Linked DNA regions of Rattus norvegicus: regions 2 and 3 are each linked to region 1. The links are chromatin contacts, called in public Hi-C maps. All regions are on one chromosome and are shown on one strand. The core of a region is the stretch at or near the end of the contact, and the rest is flanking DNA. Distances in the headings are between cores, read along the strand shown.

The links. Hi-C and Micro-C count contacts between places; a contact is called where the count stands out from the background.
Region 2: a Hi-C map of the A7r5 cell line shows a contact between it and region 1, with 5 times the contacts expected there. The contact joins the promoter of Thbs1 here to the enhancer-like site in region 1. A contact is called at or near these places in 2 of 12 Hi-C or Micro-C datasets (the A7r5 cell line and the Rat2 cell line).
Region 3: a Hi-C map of the Rat2 cell line shows a contact between it and region 1, with 2.6 times the contacts expected there. The contact joins two enhancer-like sites. A contact is called at or near these places in 2 of 12 Hi-C or Micro-C datasets (the A7r5 cell line and the Rat2 cell line).

What each region holds. Positions count from the first base shown.
Region 1 is chr3:125,022,101-125,025,989 of GRCr8, reverse strand. No RefSeq gene overlaps it. Among named protein-coding and RNA genes, the nearest start is that of Rasgrp1, 340 kb to the right of the region's middle. Within about 2 kb of position 1,844, at least 6 of the 93 cell types and tissues checked have an H3K27ac peak or open chromatin away from gene starts, as enhancers often do. A contact at or near this core is called in the A7r5 cell line, where this site is marked.
Region 2 is chr3:125,508,491-125,512,379 of GRCr8, reverse strand. It overlaps Thbs1 (thrombospondin 1), which reads right to left and starts at 2,130. Exons shown (of 22, transcript NM_001398940.1): 1 at 1,948-2,130; 2 at 1,316-1,410; 3 at 506-1,065. The coding sequence starts at 1,382. It overlaps LOC134486137 (a long non-coding RNA gene), which reads left to right and starts at 1,065. Exons shown (of 2, transcript XR_010064872.1): 1 at 1,065-1,724; 2 at 1,919-3,083.
Region 3 is chr3:125,279,430-125,283,318 of GRCr8, reverse strand. No RefSeq gene overlaps it. Among named protein-coding and RNA genes, the nearest start is that of Thbs1, 230 kb to the left of the region's middle. Within about 2 kb of position 1,683, at least 8 of the 93 cell types and tissues checked have an H3K27ac peak or open chromatin away from gene starts, as enhancers often do. A contact at or near this core is called in the A7r5 cell line, where this site is marked.

The sequences.
Region 1 (3,889 bases), core at 595-3,094:
TGAAGAAATGTTCTTTAAGGACGCAGTTACTTAAATCTTAGCTACTTAACAACAACATCTTGCCTAAATTAGTGAAATGACAATACTGTGTTCAGCTGAGCATAGGGAAGACATTTTAAGTAGGGGACAATTTCCTAACACGAAAGAAGATGTTTTGAACGCATCCTTTCCATTCCTACTCTTTGTCTCACCTGTCAGTCTCCTCTTGCACCTTTAGCTAAACACAGGAAGTGCATGGGGAAAGATTTTCTTAAGTATCCACTGCTAGAGTGTGTCCCAGGAATCACTTCCCTTCCCATTCCTCACAGTGCCTAACAGGACCCTCACAACAGTGGGCACAGATTTCTCTCTGGAGAGGAAGCCTGCTACTTCAGCTCTCACTTGTCAAAGTCAGCAAGATCTAGACATTCCTCCCCACTAATGCCTGCCCCCAATCAGATACCTATCAAATGAACAAAGGCCACAGGTCAGAAGGAATGCCAACAATGCAGATAAGTCCTGATAACTGGCTGCCGAATGAACAAAGCCACATAACCAGGAAGGTAGCTGTCAAACTGAGCAAAAGGCTTCTGGGGAGACTTGGCTGCAGGGACTGTAACTTACAGCACCTTTCCCCTGAGCCAAACAGGCTGGTATTTTATATCTAAAGTCCTCACGGGCATGGGGCAAATTCCTTTGTTCTTTGTGAGTTTCCTAGCATGGCAAAGCCCTCCTCTGTGGCTGCTCGTAAAAGGAGCAGTCATGCATCTTCACCCATAGGAATGAATTCAAGTGACTGTGGGGGAGCTGCTGGACCAAGCAGGGGGCATTGAACCCTCTGATGTCTTATGGGGATGGATTTGTTGACTGGTTTCACACTCAGATTTTCATAGTCAAATGAGTCTCATAAATCAACTTTTTAACATAAATATTTCAGAACAACCAGTGCCTGAACCCATTTTCAGGTTGGCAAGTGTCCAGGAAAAGTCCAAAGACAGAACATGGGAAGAATGAGATTCCATTGTACCTCTGGACTCCACCTCTGACCTCTGAGTAGCCTACTTGTTGACTGGATTCTGCACTCACTGTCGGCAAAGTTCTGCATCCCGTGGTCAACTTCAGCTCTGATTGGATTTTTCTTCCACCCTCTAATGTAATTGTAGAACAGCTGGTGTCCTGATGATCCCAACCAGAGGTTGAAAACATCCTTGGCTTTGGGACAGGCACTTCCCAGTCCTGTAAAAGAACAATAGAAATTCCAGGAAAGGCTGAGAAGGTGAGTCATGAGGCTCTGTGTCTCATATAGCATCCTATGCGTACATAAGCAATATATTTCCATGTAAAACAGAGTTTGAGTATTTGGAGAAAAAAATTAGAAAATGGTGAGAGTTTACGTTCAATAACAGCCTTCACTCGGGACTCTTAATTCTTCCACACTTTATTAACAAATGTGAAGTTCATGTTTCAGAACACAGTTTAGAGTCAGTGTAGTGCTCCTTAAATCCTGAAGTTACATCCATCATTGACTGAAGACCAGAGGGAGAGAAGATTAGCATTTGCACTCTACCCAGCTTGCTGAGAAACTGGATCATAACTCACCTATCTTTCCAATGAGACCCTTCACAATAGCCCCCTTTACCTGTGTTTCCTATGGTTTTAATTTAGAAACCACATGATATATTTGACATAAATGCCAAGGAGATTGTAGGTAATTGCTGGCTGTTGGCAGCAGACCAGACCTAGGGCAATTGTGTATCTTAACAAAGTCAATAATTGGGCTGATAATGAGCTCGAAATGGAATCACATTCTTACTCCGTGCCTCCTGAAGCTGGATGAGAAGGCTTCTGAGTCATGTGAATAACATGTTGAATGACTCCCTGCCGTGACTCTATGATCCATACCAAAAGGAAGTCTAACAGCTCTTTTTACTCGCCCATGTTTAATATGAGAGCATTCTCCAGCAAAGTCTGGGCAATTATTAGTATAAAAATTATTAATTCATGAAATGTTTAAAATTGGGGGATTTAAATGTGGGAACCTGCAATTATGTTAGGTACAGCTTTTACTCTGGGCCATGGTCAAAATCACAAGAAAGACCCTAGCCCACTGAGCAAACAAAACATTGATCTTGCAAAACTGATTAGTGGAATGTATGTTCAAATCTGTTTGTATTCTATAAAGCCCTATTCTGAGTTAGTGTTTTCAAAACCCAGCAAGCTACCTAAAAAAACACAGCTTGTCTTTCATCCCTCCAAGCATTAAATACTGAGAATTTGGCCTCTTGTGTTGACAGTCCAACACACCACTCTACCTTCATGGCTACCTACCAGTCCAGATCAGGGGTCCTGTCTTTCATGTGGACTGTTTGCAGCTCCTCCTAACTGCATTGAGGAGAGTGAGGCAAAACAAATATGGCAGATAGTCAGAGATAAGCACAAAATTTATCAGCCACCACAGGCAAACCTGTAACCTATAAATTCAGGGTGTCAGCCTATTTTGAGAGTTAAAACAAATGCTGTAATTTGGATAGTTTATACACAACAGAAAGCTGGGGAGCCCAAGAGTAAGGTGCTGCAGATTAGTTGTCCAAGAGAGCTTGCTCTTTAAATTGTAGAGGGTGACTGCTGACAAGTTTTTGACATTGTGAAGAAGCAAGCTTCCATAGACCTCGTTTGTAAGGAAACTAATCTAGTCTCATGACCCAGCAAGTCCCACCTCTTAATGCTACCTTGTTGGGAGGAAAGAAATTCTTTGGATGAAACAGACATAGTACAGGGTAAGGAGGAAGGTTGACATGAATCCACTGATTCGTGGTTGATTGGATTTAGACAGCACACTTGATGCTTTCAGAAATCATCCAAAACCTAGCCTTACATTTCATAGTCAGAGAAATGTCAAATGAATTGTTGTTGGCCGACCATTGGAAGCCTATGAGTGAACTAGATGGGTGTTCTCTAGTTCGTAAGAAAATCAGAAATCACACAACTCCTGATCATATGTAGCAACTGTGAAATCCATTGCTAAAAAAGATTACCAGACATTTGAGAACGTGCTAATGATCCAATTCATTACTGTTTTGCCACCACCCTGATTCATATTTCACTTTCCTGAAGGGCCTGGCCAGGGTTTCTACAAGTGTAAGCATTTACCAGAGTACAGGTAACATATATGAGCCTGCTTTCTACCATCAGGGCTATACAGACAATTCAAAAGACTGAGTGAGACCTGACCTTATTTCTGGTTAGCTCATTAGTACAAAGTTGAACACAAAGTCTCAAATAAGACAAGATGGGGGGACTCTCCCCTGAATTACTATTGTATCTCCCCTGACCCCTTGAGACAGAGGGTGTCTTCGTTTATCTCAAGATGCCCATGTGCTCATAATCCCATCTCGTTCTCCTGAGGCCTGAGGACACCAGCATGCCCTTGATGCCCCACCCCCATCAAATTGTAACTTAAAGAATAGCAGATGTTCTTACAGGAGAAGTTAGAAACAAGTTAACTGACAGTAATCACTGTGCTGTATCACTTCCCATTTGTGTGTGTGGTGGGCAAACCCTGCTGCTTGTCAGTGGTCGGTTGCCTTGAAGGAATTGTGAGGACTCCTGGCACAGAGTAGTATTGTTTCTGAAATGAAGTTAACCTTGTTTACATAAATCACAAAATAAATCAGAAGGTGCCCAACAAAAACATCTTTTGTTTCATTTCCTTCAGGATTTCTTCATTAGAAGCTACAGGTTCTTATTAATTTATATTGATAGACTCTTTTAGACTTGTGAAACAAAAAAAAAAAAATTCAGCTCCTCCGAAAGTTTATTCAAGACAATGAAATCACATAAAAATATCCAACTCCTTTGCCATAGGCCTGTTTCATGCTGAGTATTGGAGACGCTGGTTTCTCCTGGCCAG
Region 2 (3,889 bases), core at 881-3,380, 490 kb before region 1:
CGTTAAAAAAAGAAAGAAAGAAAGAATCTGAAAGTTAAGGCAAGGAAGAAGTCCCAGAAGCACATGACCAGGCTGCTATTCATCCCTTGCCTTGCATCCAGAACACCCTACCCAGGGGCCCAAATACTGACAAAGTATTCTTTTCATGCCTATTAAAATTGATAGGTACATTTGATACAAGTTACTTTCCTAAGGGCGCAGGGAGTGCCCCATACCGAAACAGGCTGAGTGTAACAGGAAAACCATCTCTTATCTTTCTGGGTGGCTTTGAAAGCATGGTTCCCAGGTCCTGGTGTCATTATAGCTTATTTCTTATTAGAAACGCAATTTCCCAGGTCACTCAGCCGACTTACCAAATCTGAAACCCTGGAGTTGGGGCATCCATATATGATTTAACCAGCCCTCTGGTAGTGGTGTGGGGGGGTCTGCTCCTCTCCACATTTGGGACAACTTTAGTCTCCAGATACTAACTCCACATAGCCCTGTGACAGGTAAGAAGATTTACCTGAAAATTGTCATTGACATCTCCCTTTGCGACTCGGAGCCTGGCGACATTGGCCAAATCCCTGGTGAAGATGCTCTGGATGGGAACATCCAGCTCTGCGCTCTCCATCTTGTCACAGTCAATGTAGAGCTGGGCCCTGTCTTCTTGGACAAACAGCGTGATGCTCTTCCACTGGCCAGTGGCCAGGAGAGCTTCCTCCACTGACACCACTTGCTGCTTCCCGGGCAGGCTCAGACTCAGATCGAGGGTGCCGGCTTTGCCATTGGAGACCACACTGAAGATCTGGCCAGAATTGTCTTTCCGTTCCACGGCCAGGAGTGTGCCCCGAGTCTTCTTCATCTGCCTCAAGGAAGCCAGGAAGATGAAGCCTTTGTCGGCCCACACAGCGTCCAGTAGGTCTTGGAACTTGTCATCTGGCACAGGGGGGATCAGGTTGGCATTCTCGATCCGGAAGGCGGGGCTGGATAGATCTTGGCCCTTCACCAGTCGGCGACCCGGAACCTTGCGGGCACCTCCAATGAGTTCAAAAATGTCGAACACACCATTGTCTCCCCCAGACTCTGGAAGGCGAGAGAAGACAATGGGCTTTCTAGGTGTAAGGGTGTAAAGTCCTGGCCGTGAGGGGCCAAAGTGAGAAATCTTGGCAAGTAGGGAATACTGAGAGCTGCATCCTGGACTCAGGAAACATTTTAAGGAGAACCCAGGAGGCATACACCTGCGGGGGGGCGGGGAGAGAGAGAGAGAGAGAGAGAGAGAGAGAGAGAGAGAGAGAGAGAGAGAGAGAGAGAGAGAGATTTATCACAGACTCACCTGGAATGCGGTTGCTTCCACACACATGCAACAGGAACAGGACGCCTAGTCCCCTGAGGAGCTCCATGGTGGAGCCTTTGTGCCCAACGCGGAGCCTGTAGCAAGAAGCACAGGAGGACTGAGTTAGAGACCAGGAAGCAAGGTAGTAGGGCAGAGGTGTGAGCGTGTGTGTGTGTGTGTGTGTGTGTGTGTGTGTGTGTGTGTGTGTGTGTGTGCGCGCGCTCTTTGGCCCCATTTACTTTCCAGATGGTATCCAGTATAAAAAGAGTGCCAGAGGCAGGGGACTGTTGGTGTTCCAGGACGAAGGGCGTAAAGTGACTTGGGCTTTTTCTTGTTCTCTTAGACAAGAATACAGAATGTACCTGGGGAGAAGGATGGCAAAAGTCAGGAGCAACCTGGGGACTACTTGGTAAGAAAATCTTGGAGTGTCTTGGAGGTAAAGTTGGTGAACCCTAAGGCTGGAGAGAACCAATTCCGCCAAGTTCTTACCAGCGGATAGATGGGGCAGGATAAGGGACAGTAAGGAAAACCAGAAGGGGGAGAGTGGGAGATGGGGAGTCTCTCCGATTGTCTGCAGCCTGGGGTTTTGGGTTGGTCGGCCAGGTGCTCAGCAGAGGCGGGAGAAGGCTTACCTGTGTGCACCGGAGCTCAGCAGCCCGGAGTGGTGGAGAAGGCGAAGTGAAGGACAAGGACTTCGAGTCCGGTAAAGACGCTGAGATTGCTGGTGCGGCCGGATAGACCGTGGCAGGACTGGGTAGTTGCGTCGCGAGTGCCTGCAGAAGTCCGATGAGGCTGGCTGACTCCAGGCAGTGGCTGGCTCGACTGAGGATCCCTGGACCTTTTAAAGAGGCTCCCGCATTCCTGGCCAATGGGCAGGAAGCGGGGGGGGGGGAGTGCGGGGGGAGTGAGGGGGCGGGGGGGGGCACACGGAACGGGAGGGGGGAGGGGACGGGGGACGGGTTCCTCTCTCCGCCCCCTGCTGCCTGGCGCGAAGCTCGCCGGCTGAAAGTGAAGGGGAAGACTCCGATCCCGCACAGGAGCCCTGGAACTTCTCAGAAAAATAGGTCTCCGCCCACACAGCCTTGGCGTACTCAGCCCTTAGGATCTTGCGCCACGCGAGCTGGAGACCTTCCGCCTGAGGGACCCCAGACAAGATGCTCCTTTGGGGACCAACTAAGACCCTTTAGGGTATCTTTCACTAAAGCCCGTCTCCTTGCATACTTCGATGATGGAGACGCTTGGGGATCGAGACAGTCTGGTTTAAAAATAAAAGGGCAAAAGGTCGGACTTCTTAAAAGAAGCTGCCTCCTGGGTCTATGCTGGTGGGTGGGGGATCCCTTGTCATCTATACTTCGCGCTCCACTCCTGCCCCGCACGATAGCCTTCCTTCTGACTCACTAAGGGTGGCAGTGCGGTGTTGCGCTGGATCAGCAGGACGGTGCACCGAGGTCGCCTTCCCATTCTCCCAACTCCAGAGTTCTTCCCCAGTTCTTCTGTGCTTCCCCAGATGGCCGCTTGGGGGCGGTATATGTATTCTGATTTAGGGGATCCTTGCGAAGTTTTTTAGCCGCGTTTTAAGAAAGCAAATTTGTATCTAGCACCCTCAAGGCAAACTGAAATTATGTTTTGAAAAACAGTTTTGTGACCACTCGTGTTTCTTAACGTGACTCCAGATTGGAGAATTTGCTGAACCACCTGGCTCCAGGATCTTACACTATTTACAGAACGGACCCATAGAGTAATAAATTGCTCTCTGCCTATTATTTTATTTCCTGTCTTTCTCCCTAAACGTTTCTTTTTTTCATTTTCGGCTCCCAAAACAGAGGTGTGGTTTACATTTCTGTGAATATACACTTTTCCATGAGTAGCCTGCTCTTGATGCTTTGTCTCTGAAGTCTGGTCTCTATGCCACCGGTCCCAAGCCAAGATGACTCTAGCTTCCTGGAATTCCATTCATCTCTTTGGGAAGGGACGTCAGCAGCGACGCTTCTCCAGCTGTGGCCCTGCATGAACAGGCTTGGCTCTGAGTCCAGGGACCCAGGTAAAAGCATCACCAAATAAGGATCTTGGCAGAATCAGGGTGGGGGCAGACTGAGGATCTGTTGGGGCTCCCTCCCCTTATCAGTTCCACCTGGCTGGACTCCCAAATCTTGGAAACACCCACGACTTTATGCTCATCACACAGCAATTTCACTTTCTTCGTGTGGGAGTGTTCTGTGACAAGGTGCGTGAGTGTGTGCGTGTGGTATGTGTGTGTACACATAAGGAGGGACTTACAGAGTGTTTCCTAGTTACTCAGGGTACACAGCTACTCAGCTAGTGCCTCTTGTAGCTAAGTATTTCCCAAGATGTGTTTGTTTATTAGACTTCAGAAATTCAGAGCCAGGAGTAAAAGTTTCTACTGGTTGATTAGTCAAACTAGATTCCTGTCCTCGAAGTCACAGACTGACTCAGCTGCACAATCTGAAGATTGGGGATCAGCAGCCAGGCTAGTTCTTCCCTTCCAGTCCCTTCCAGTTCCTTCCTCAGTCCCTTTGCTCTGCGAAAGGTGATTGCTTTAAATATTCTGCTCAG
Region 3 (3,889 bases), core at 434-2,933, 260 kb before region 1:
GAAATTGCAAGTCATTGCGTTCAGAGAGGCACCTGTGAAAGGCACGCCTTGCTTTGACATGTTAATCAGACACTTCATTTTGATTCATTAGATTTGCAGCCAGCTGCCTTAAAGAACACCTTTCTGGATTTGATGCTCTGGGAACTGCTTCAAAAACCATTTACTGAAATGAGATGACTTTAATTTCTTATCTAAAATCTCTCACTGGGTTCCCTGGTGATTAGCCCCAAAATCCAATTTTGTTTTCCCATCATTTTGTTTTGTTTTCCACTCCAGGTGGCTCCTGATCTCCTCTGGCCACGACTGCTTCCTTTCTGCATAATCTATATGTACTCCCACCGAGAGCCCCTGCCCTTATACTATTCTCTTCCGGGCTAAAACACTGTGCCTCACATCTCCCTATCCTGGAAGTCTCATTTCTCAGTTTGACTTCCCTGAACCATAACCTCTCTCCATCCTATCGCTCAGGCTAGGGTTCTGTGAAGAACTTGTAGGAATGTCAGTTACCTTGCTCATTTGATTTCCGTGATTATTTCCTCCTCGAGGGAATAGAGCATCAAACGATCTTCGTCGCACATGGAGATCTATGCCAGAAGAACGAATGAACACAGTAGACTTTACTCACTGGGACCCACACATTTATACTTTTTTTCCTGAAATGTTAATAGCTGTGGCTGTGCCTGTGAAGCTTGCACATGTCTTATACTCTGAATTTGGAAAGTTCCCCACTGGCTCAAGGTTCAAATGCTTTCTTCCAGTGGGTGACATTTTCTGCTCACTTTGGCTTGTTTTAAAGAGAGACAGACATAGGGATATAGATGTGGGGCATAGGGATATAGATGTTTGGAGGCTAGGTAATCATGGAAACATGTTCAGTCAATTACCTTTACTTTATTCAGAATAGGGAGAGTGTTGTAAATAGTCATCTAACAATTGTTCATTACTCTCACCTTTTCTCGGGAAAAGTCTTTGCCCAAACATAATCTTTATGACTTTGTGTTTTCCCATGGTTGAGGGTTTCATCTACATTTTAGGATTAAGTGATACAAAGTGTCTGAGAAGCCTCTGATATTGGGGCTTTATAATTTTTTAAAATATATTAATGCAAATACTTCAGTTTTCACAGAGGAGTCTACAGTGATGAATCTGTCGCATTCTTTCTAGGTGATCATTTTTTTTTTCCTTCTTTATCTGGAGTGCCCAGTGTAGTGGCTGTTCAGTGCACTATTAAATCAGTGGATGGGTGGAAACCATTGTTATTTCTTCCTTTCCTCTGCCAGCTCTTCATTTGTTTATTGTAAGTGTTGCTCGCTTGAATTTATTTTTCCCTTTGGCAAATTACTGTTCATTGAATAGAACACATTTATAGAGGTGCTTTTCAGTTAGTTTTAGTTTGAATGTTGTTATTATGCATGCACACGTGTATGGACATATGTTTGTACATATATTTTGTCAAGGCATCCGGTCTGATATGGGTTTTAATGTCTAAGCACTGTGAGAATTGGACGACAGTGGCCAAATAAACAATGGGCAAGATGAACAGTGCATTGACTGTAAGTGTTCTTCTCTGGTGTTGGCTCTGGATTACTTGTGACTTTTGACTTATTCATAACCCCTGCCCATCCATTGTCATGATCAGTGATGAAACTCTAAAGTCAAGACATTTCTGAATCATGTCTTAGTATGTTGGGCAATGCCTTTATTTTGGGATTTGGGTTATTTGTGGCTTGCCCTTTTATGGTATAAATGAGCCACACTGTTTATTTCCATTTTGCAATAAAAAAGGTACTGCCTACTTAGCCAGAAGGCAAATACTTTTACTCTGAATTGCTTTCTGGCTATTTTTCCAGTGACATTTGATGTTAAGCTGTGAAACACATTATCCCCAGTCACTTCTCTCATCCATCTCTCCCCTCAAACATTTCCTTTTAGGTGGATCAAAACCAATGCTTCGAAAAGTGAAGCCAATATTATTTGATTGCTTCTTACTGTGTGAAACTACCAGAGAGGCTGGAATAAATGCCCGTTGGGTCCCAGGCTGCTGCCGTCAAAGAATGTCTACTGGCCAACCAGGTGTTCCAGAATATTTTGCCTTAGGGTTGGCCTGCCCAGGGACTGGCATTAACATATGTCTGGGCTTCAGTATTTTCTGTGTAGCTTAGAATGCTATCTTTGGGCACATTTATTAGGTCACATGAGGAATATTGGCTATTGGACAGCAGCCTGCATGGCAGTAAAGTTATATATGCCTTAGACATGTTCTCCAGATATAGAATAATCCTTTTATAGGTCTTCAGATCTTCTGGGTTGTTTTCAATTTTTTCGTTTTCCTACCTGAATGTAGTCTCTGCTCTCCATTTATTTTACTACATTTTCCCTAGCTTCTTTGTTTCTCTAACCATTCAAGACCTTACACTCAAACCTATGCCTTGCTAATCCTAACAGACCTGGCTACCCTCTCACATGTGGAACTCACGCTGCCAAATAGAATCTTAAAACTTTCAACTTCGGACTGTTTCTTTCCAGCTGAAAGTTCCTGTCTGTAGTCTGCCTGCCCTTTGTTTCAGTGATTTCCACTCTGCCTCATTAAGCTTACAGTGCCGCATAGCCGATTGACTCACAGTCTTGGTATGTAGTAGAAGGCTCCTGTCTTTCCTTTGCATTTTGGTGACATTGCTGAGAAATGATCTGGCCTTTGTGACACAGCTGATAAAACATTTTCTGACTTTTAAATAACACCAAGTGGTAGCAGCTCAATAAAAGTTAAATAAAATAATTTCAAAACCAAAAGAATAAAATGGCAGTGGGTTTCCAATTGGCAGCAACAACGTGGGTATTAATACATTGGTTCCTCAAAAGAGAATGAAAATTTTCTCCTCATTTTGCCATAAATGTTCTGTAGATTGAAGAGAAAAGATGCTTCGTGAAATTCACTACGACGTGTCAGCCTATTACTACTGAAGTCTGCCTCAAACCTTGGAAGTATTTTTAGTGGTCTGCGTTGTATTTTGTAAAAAGAAAGAGTAGAGATATGTTTGATGGAGATGCAGTAAGGTGTGGGGGAAGGGGATGCCTCTGCCAGTCCATGCTGAGCCATTCCTTCCCCCTCTGAGGTAGCCACAGGGCGGTAGAGTATAGAATAGAGTTTATTCAGGGCATAGGGAGGGGAGTTAAGAGAAAGGCAGAGAGAGAGAGAGAGAGAGAGAGAGAAAGAGAGAGAGAGAGAGAGAGAGAGAGAGAAGCATAGAGGTAGCCATGATAATGTGGAGAGATGGGGGAGGGAAATGGGGACGGAGAGGATTAAGGAGCTGGAGCAAGAGAGCGAGGACAGGGTGAGCAGCTCCTTTTACAGTCAGGCATACCTGGCTATTGCCAGGTAACTGTGGGGCAGAGCCTAGGCTAAATGCCAACAGTTGGAAAAAGAATGCACACAGGGTAATTCCATTTTACTAATTTAAAAAAAGGAAGCAAGCAAGCAAACAAACAAACAAACAAAACGTGTTCTAATCTTGTGGAAGACCCAACCAGAGCAAACAGAATACTTCTAGAACCATACGACACATTGGCAAATTAAAGGCTCTGAGAAGTTTTATACAAAGGAACTGTCTGATTTGGTATCTCTCACACTTGTTCTCTGAGATTCTGTTATCATAAAATACAAAACAGCAACTCATAACCATTGTCCACAGAAAATACAGACTGGTTTTGATTTTCCTAAAAGCATTGGCATCCTTTAAATAATATATTTGAAACATGGTGATGAAAATGCTCTATGTTTTGAGAGGTAAATCTCTGAAGGGCACGAGCAAGGAGAAGCAGACACTGAAATCCACATCATTGGTAGCAGAAGAACAATTGCGCTGATTCTCCATAAGTCCATGATTCTCAG